2 separate regions of the Zea mays genome follow, and region 2 is linked to region 1. A link is a contact called in public Hi-C data. All regions are on one chromosome and are shown on one strand. The core of a region is the stretch at or near the end of the contact, and the rest is flanking DNA. Distances in the headings are between cores, read along the strand shown. Region 1 holds the start of LOC100273986. Region 2 holds the start of LOC100217065 (4Fe-4S ferredoxin, iron-sulfur binding protein).

What was found. A called contact is a pair of places that touch in the nucleus more often than the background predicts.
Region 2: a contact with region 1 is called in a Hi-C map of leaf, with 4 times the contacts expected there. The contact joins the promoter of LOC100217065 here to the promoter of LOC100273986 in region 1. A contact is called at or near these places in 2 of 25 Hi-C or Micro-C datasets (leaf and tassel).

Annotation. Positions count from the first base shown.
Region 1 is chr8:139,158,927-139,163,062 of Zm-B73-REFERENCE-NAM-5.0, reverse strand. It overlaps LOC100273986, which reads right to left and starts at 1,970. Exons shown (of 11, transcript NM_001148372.1): 1 at 1,565-1,970; 2 at 1,391-1,471. The coding sequence starts at 1,825.
Region 2 is chr8:139,350,599-139,354,734 of Zm-B73-REFERENCE-NAM-5.0, reverse strand. It overlaps LOC100217065 (4Fe-4S ferredoxin, iron-sulfur binding protein), which reads right to left and starts at 1,954. Exons shown (of 11, transcript NM_001143436.1): 1 at 1,699-1,954; 2 at 1,217-1,265; 3 at 1-26. The coding sequence starts at 1,872.

The DNA of each region.
Region 1 (4,136 bases), core at 721-3,220:
GAAACAAAAAAAGATAACTCCAGAAACAAAAAACAACATTGGTAATTCAGAAACATCATAAATGAATGTTTGATACAAAAAATACACTGGTCATGGTCAAAATCTAAAATATGATCTATAAAACATGTACCCTCATTTGACTTAAAAAAACCACATAAGTCATACATCCACATAGAAATTAGTAATAGTGTAAGGATTAAAGCATATCTCACAAAGCATTGAAACAAAAATCTCACAAATACAAGTGACAAACAATGTGCACACATACATATAGTCAGAAAGACACAAGTAAGTACCTCACAAAACAAAACTATCCGATTGAAAACACATCGATAGCCATTGAAAACCATAAATAATATCACACATTAAAATATGTAGTGTAGAACTAGATATATAACTTGACCCATTATGATATAAGTAATGATGTATAAGACATTTTAATACAATGTAGGAGGTCATAATCAATATAAGACAATGTAAAACTATAATAAAATCATCATCATATCTATACTTCTATACTACTATATTAAGAACCTAATGTGGGCACCTGTGCTACCACGGCTTCACCCTCCTCATGCCCAGCGCCCGCAAAAATTTGTGCAAAACGAGCACTCGAACCCACACCCCTCTGCTCCAGAAATTTGGGACTAACCACCAGACCACACATACCTTAGTGTTTAGGTATAAACAAAAATTATATTTGTAGCCTAGGCGCAGTCCACATGCTCCTCCGCCTCGTGGCAACGCACGGGCACATACCTAGTACTTAAATAAAGCACTAGCAAGTCTAGTAGCATATGACTATAACATATACGCAGCATACGCATTTCCGCAACACTAATTTACATATGCCGGCTTTTTGTGCTACACCATACAACATAGTAGGTCTAATTGTAAATCTCTTTCTCTTTGTAGCATCGATCCTAAATACCAGAAGGTATCCTTACTGAGCACTACTTGATCTTCCAAACTAGCATCTCCTTCCCCATGTGTACTAGTGTCAAAAAATCACATCTCATATATTTGGTTTTATTTCTAATGAGTCTAAAACATTTAGACTCTAGAGTCTCCCAGCGCAACTCTAGTTATCTATTGACTCCTACCCAACTTTCATCAACACCCTACATCTGCCAAAAAAAAAAGGATATTATCTCATTATATGTCCCTTGTCTCTTGTGTTTTGCAATTTCATTTTAGCTGTTATTTTTTTATTTCGAACATTGACACTATTAATTTGGCATTTCATAGTTCCTACATCTGGGTATTAGTAACCTAAATATAGGATCGCGCAAGTACTATGTTTGTTAGTTCTGCATCAAATTGAACACCACTCGGTATTTACACAGACTTATAATCTTATACAAGCATGGTGCCATCAAGAATTACGAACCTCCTGGTCGTCGGGCCGGCACACAGTCTCATCGGGCTCCCTGGTGTTCTCGATCGTGCGGGGCACCTGCCTCTCCGGCGGCTGCAAACACCCGATTACCCTTAGCAATCAGAACCAAACCAAAAACTGCAAGCTCTACAGGTGGTGTGGACAGTTCGAAGAGTGCTGGCTTGCCTGCTCGCCGAGCTCTTCGGCGCGGCGGGCGGCCTGGCCGCGCTCGCGGGCGAGCGCGCGCTTCTGGGCCTTCTTCTCTCGCTTAAGCTTGGCGTGCACCTCGCGGCGCTTGTCCTTGTTCTTGATCTGCGACGGCAGTATCGCCTCCGCCTTCTCCTTCCTGGCCTTCTTGCCCTTCCGCCCGCTCCTCCCCTCACCCTCGTCGCCCGGAGGCGGCGCCGCGTCGGCAGGAGGCTGCTTCCGCTTATTCTCCTTCACCATCGCCGGCGGGGGTTGCTGTAGTTTCCGCAGCGAGGGTTTAAGCGGCGGCGGCGGCGGCGGCGGCTAGGGTTAAGGGATAGAAGGCGGGAACGTTGGCGGCGGTGGCTCGCTCGAGTGGGAGACGGGAGGAAAGGGAATGAATAACCTGGGCCTCGGAATATCAAGGCCTAACGTACAGGTGTACATTTGGTCCCCCGGCCCGGCCCGGCCCGGCCCTCCAAGTCTGTAATGTTTAAATTTTGGGTTGGTTCGGTCTGTTTGAATTTTGCTCTGTGCTGGGCCTGTCCACGGGTCTAGTCTTTGGCCCATGGCATGGTCCGTAATTGCTTAAATGTGTCAGGCTTATTTCGAGCGGCCCGAAATTATAAAAGCTCAAAATTCATATTAAGGCTCGAAATTCAATTTTTGGCTCGAAATTCACATCAGAGTTAATAAAACAAATAAAAAATAAGATAAATACATTTGACCAAAAGCAAACTTAATATTTGTATTAAGTTACCAGAGCTATGCAATGACTACCTCGTTTACTAGAGCTATGGGGTGAGCAACACGTTCAATGTTGCTGACATCTTACCATATACAAGTGAAGACACTTCAGAGTCGAGGACGACTCCTTTTCAAGGGGAGGAGGATGATACGACCACAACATTAAGCAACATGTTACAACCCCAAAGCATACTACATCAACTCAAGTACAACCAACATCATCACCAACTCAAGTCTTTGATGGACCAATTACACGTAGCCGAGCTAAGAAGCTACAGCAAGAGGTGTACGCGCTACTTTATGAATTTCAATTAAACACTAATGAGAAATTTATGCTACCTAAGTCATGTATGTTGATATTACTTAGGTTCACCAAAGAGGAAGGACAAAACATATCAAACGCGAATCAGCAAGAAGAGTTATGTCCGAGTCAGTCCAGCGCTACAGAACCGTCCAAAAGAAACAGTCATATCTTTTGATTCCCAAAAGCTATGAAGGCCCATAAGTACTTTTTGGAAAGCTCTTGAAGTCTAGTTTCCAATGCTTCTAAGGCCGACTTAATCAAATCTACCATAAAGGCAGCCGACCTACTTTAGTGCTGACTGGTCAGAAGGTCAACAGTCTGTTTGATGACCAAGTTTTCGTATTAAACTGCATCATTCTACGAAGTTTCATTAAGCATGGTATACATGGTGAGAAATCTTATCAAGTCAGCTTTCCAACGCATCTAGCCCCACGTCATTTGAAGATTCCTAGAAGAAGTTATTGTCAAAATACTGAAGGCTGCGCAGAAGTCAAACAGCCACACGGAAATCAGCTCTGCAGATCTCCCGAAGAGGCTCCTTCACATTAGCACGTGAAAATACTTTTGTTTCGTGTTTATACCTCGCTAAGGCTGGTTATTACTAGTATAAATACCCCCTATGTCTATGATGTAAGGTAGCTTTTGATAATCTAAAATAGAACCCTTTGTTCAGTTGTGTGCTAACAAATATTGAGAGTGATCTCTACCCCTTTGCTCTTGTGAATTGCTTCGCGGGATTGCAAAAGCGGCGGCTTCATCCGCTCCCAAGTGGTGCTCCTACTCCCTTCGAGGTCTCCTCGATTGGTTGTAGGTTGTGTTGGTTGGTTCTTTGAGAGTGTGGTTGGGCGAATCCTCGATTCAGGCTGCCTGTTAAAGACGGTGGTTGGCTTCGAGTTTTATTTGTCAGGTTGCACTAGTTATCGCTGCTTGCAGCAAGTTATCTTGGCTTCTTTGAAGCTAGTTATCTGAAGATTGATCCTACGTCGTGAAGATCGGGCATCGTGACGCATCATCTGGTATCAAAGCCTCAGTTGTCACGGTAGGATTCTTTACCCTTAGCTACATATATTTTGTGTTCGTCCTATCCACCAAAAGCCATAAAATATTTTGCCATAGCCCTTTGTTTCAATCTGTTGTTCCAGTGAGTTTTGTTAAGTTTCAGTCCTTAGAATCTTTGTTTAGTTGATGGTCACTCTATCCTTTGTGTTTCCTTTGAGCCTCTTATATATATCTGAAAATATCCACAAAAAGAAAAAACTGAAAACCCTCATCATTTCCTTCGCGTTAACTTTGATCCTATTTAAGTTATAGCTGCTGGTTGAGTTCTTTGTTTAGTATTATAAAATGTGCAATATCCTATCAGAACTCTGTGTTTAGTTCTATAAAAAAAGTGTCAAAAAGTGTTGAACAAGATTGTGAAAGAAAAGTAGAACAATCAGTTTGTTTATGTGCACAAGTGCTGAAAGTTTTATCAAGTTGTTCAACCAGTTTGCTATTGTCATTTGGTGCAAAATTTTGGTT
Region 2 (4,136 bases), core at 705-3,204, 190 kb before region 1:
ATCTGCTGCACAATCAATGCAATCCACTGCATGTACAGAATTGCCCATAATTCGTAAGTGTATAACATCAAGTTGCAATTCATAAGTGTATGGCCCTGTTTGTTTCAGCTTTTGGCCACCAAAAGCTGCTGCAGACTGCCAAACACCCAACTATTCAGCCCGCTTTTATGAGAATCACTTTAGTAAAAACTGCCAAAAATTAACGTGAACATTGGCCAAGTCGTTGCGATAGGTAGTGTTCTTAAGGCGGTAAGGCGAAGCGAGACGTTGGACCACCGCCTGGACGCCTAGGCGAGCAAGGCGCACATAATTCTTCAAGCGCCTGGACGCCTAGGCGCCACCTTAAAAACACTGGCGATAGTAGGACACCATCACTTTCTACATTTTAAACCTTATAGACTCGTTTATCTTTCTCCACATGTAATCTTCATGATACTCAGATTCTCTACACAACCAGATTCCCAGAAAAGTTCCTCAAAAAAAAAACCTGAACCAATCAGGCCCTATAATTCCCCAATCACTTCATTGGGAGATACTGAAATAAGGGTTTCATAACAAAAGTTGTAAGACACATATGTTTAGAGACTGTTTGGATAAGCTAGGGCTAGTTACTAGTTGGGCTAAAAAATAGCTCAAATTAGCTGAGTTCGGCTACCTAGTTCACTAACGATTAGTTGGAGACTTGGCTAAAGAATTAGTTCATCTATAAGCCCTCTAGTATGGATGCACTATGGCTAATTTTTAGCTAACTAGTAATAAGTTCCTGTATCCAAACAGGTCCTAAATCAGCTGAGGTTGGCTTCTAGTTGAGTAACGACTAGTTGAAGGCTTGGCTAAAAAAATAGATCACCTATTAGCCCTGTTTGGAGCACTTGGGCTAATTTTAGCTAAGTAACAATTAGCTCTTATATCCAAACATGCCCTTAGCTTATCATTATCACATTTACTGTGTAATATATACTGTAGACCTATCTTGCCGTGCTTTTCAAACTCTGCAAGTCCTTGTGTTCCATTAATGTCAGTGTTTTAAGATTTTTCTGCAATTCGGGTCAGTAAACAAAAGGTCAAGATATAAGTGATTAAAACCTCAATTCTTTACTGACTGAAGATATAAAGAAAGCATGTGGGCTGCAACGTGGACTGTTACAATGTCAATCTAAAATGCTATAAATATCCAATCCAAATAAATGTCTTCCAGTTGAGTCAACATGTGTACCTCCAGCAAGAGTGTAGACAAGGGAGAGATTCCTGACATCAGCTGCATCCTGCAAGGACAATGAACATGTAAACGATGTGAGGATTATAGCACGGTCAGTCAGTAATAGTTCTTCACTCGTTGTGCATATTGCATCGTGGTCACTGGTACTCTTACTGTGGTAGCACATCAAACACCAACCACACCATCATTTCACCTCCACAGATTAAACCCGATTCACTTTTCCTTCTAAGCTAACACCAGCATAAAGTGCTAGCCACCCCCCCCCCCCCCCCCCCCCCTCTGTTTTTCAGCTTTCAACATCAGATGGAGAGGAAGCACCCGCTGGTTTCATGAGTTCCTGTCCATTTGACCCTACTATGCACAGCCAATAGTCCCTGGAGCCCCATTTGATTTGACCCTACTATGAACAGCCAACAGTCCCTGGAGCTGGAGCCCAATGTAGTGACGAGTGAAGCAGCAAGGTGGAAGGGGCATGATACCTCAAAGCTGGCGCCGCAGATGAGCTTGACCCAGTCGCCGCGCCCGAGGGCCGCGACCTGCGGCGGGTGGTCGCCGTTAAGGAGGACCCGGCGGCCGTGGGATATGGCGGAGGCCGCGGCCCGGACGGCCACGTGGGAAGCGAGGAGAGGCGGCGGCGGGACTGGGACGACCATGGCTAGCTGGCTCCTCGCGGCTCGCGCGGCCACATCACACTGTTCAGAGCGGCACTGGAAAATATCTGTTGGGCGAAGAAACAATTCGGCCCGTGGTTAGAGGATCTCAAATCCCTCGATTACGAGATGGACGGTTGATATTGAGGCTAGCAGATTATGATACTGTTGGCTTATCCGGTCATGTTTCACCGCTGTGGCCGTCACCAGAGATGATTCAGACACATTCGATTTATCTATATTCGTATTCGGTAAAAATGTTAACATGAACATGTCCAGATGTTTCATACGCTATAAATGCTATGAGTAGGCATCAGGCTGTAAAAGACATTCTTAAGTATTTGAGAAAGACTAAAGATATATTCCTGGTATATGGGGCTAAGTAGAAGCTCGTTGTAACTGGTTACACCGATGCTAGCTTCTAAACTGACACAGACGAGTTAAAAACACAATCAGGTTTTGTGTTCACAATAAATGGGGGTGTTGTTCGTTGGAAGAGTTCCAAGCAGGAGACTTTGACTGATTCTACAACAGAAGCCGAGTACATTGCAGCTTCTGAATCTACGAAGGAAGGTGTTTGGATAAGGAAGTTCCTCATCGAGCTTGGTGTGTTTCCTAATGCTTCTAGTCCATTGAACCTCTACTGTGACAACAATGGGGCTATTGCGCAAGCTAATGAGCAAGGGAACCACCAGAAAACAAACACGTACTGCAGAAGTTTCACCTCATACGGGAATTCGTTATGCGGGGTGAGATAAAGATATGCAAAATACATACAGATTTGAATGTTGCTGATCCTTTGATAAAACCTCTTCCATAACCCAAGCATGAGGCACACATGAGATCTTTAAGTATTAGATATCTTCTAGATTAACTCTAGTGCAAGTGGGAGATTGTTAGAAATATACCCTAGAGATAATCATAGAGTTAAGCATATTTCTTTGTATCCATGATATATATATATATATATATATATATATATATATATATATATATATATATATATTGCTTAATTGAATACCCATGACAGGCACCTTGTATTGATTAGCAATTATGTGAATTGTTTGTGAGATTCTTTACTTGTATGGTTATTCTAAATGATGTCCCTAGTCAGAGTCGATGACTAGCACATGTATTAGTTGATAACTACATTTCACAAGTCATGGACATGTTAAACTAATAATGTGGGCACATGTATGACATGAGGCTGGACCGACCCAACGTGAGATATTGTAATATAGTTCTCTTTTTGCAACATGTATACTGTATCCTTCGAACCTGAGATTGTTGCATGTTCTCAAGATGTGAATTGACTTACTTAGGGACTATCAAATGCTACTCTGTAACTGGGTAGTTATAAAGGTAGTTTTGGGTTTGTTAGAAAGAATGCTGTGAGGCATGGTCGGTCAAAGATGAAATTTGTCCCTCTCTTCTTGAGAGAGATATCTCTAGGCCCCTCGAGTGATTGGATCAAGAAATGCATGGTCATGCTAAGGTTAAGTGTTACCAATGAAAGGATTCCAATTCACAGTATCGAGAAAGAAAGATCAGCTTAGAGCCAGACCAAATATCGTGAGACAAAGGGAACAACATGTACGTAATGTTGTAATGGTTCGTTTGATATGATCTTTACATGCGCATAGGAGTTGATATGTTTTGCTAGAGGCCGCTCTCAATTATTGGGCCAAGTAAGAGTACTTGGGTCATGTCTATATGTACGTGAACCTATAGGGTCACACACTTAAGGGGAAGGAAGCCTAACTCGGATTAGATCCGAATTAGACAGGACTTTAGGGTTATCGATGGGCCTCGAAGTTAGAAGCCCACCAGAATGCCTATATAACGAGGGGTAGGGGCACGGTTAAGGCAACCCTAACTCGCCACCCGTAATTGAGTAGTCGCCCGCCCCTCGCCCTTGCCTAGGCGCCGTCACGAACCTAGCAGTTTGGAACGTAGTGCTTGCTCCCTGTACGTGTGGATACCTCGGAGGTACTGCATCTGGAGCACTAGGACGAACTGCGCGAGGACGTGAAGGTTGCCGGCGACTGCAGAACACTGCTCGACGCGTTCATCTACATCGAGACGTCTTCCGCTGCCCTGTGCGTCTAGTGGTAATTTCATGATCTATAACCGCAGTAATTTCTGGTCGAAAATTTTGTTTTGCGCTAGTGTAGCCTCCCCATAATCCATCATGGACATCATCACACAATGCTCAAATAATAGCGAAAATAAGTATAACTTTATTACATCATGATGTCCAAGACATC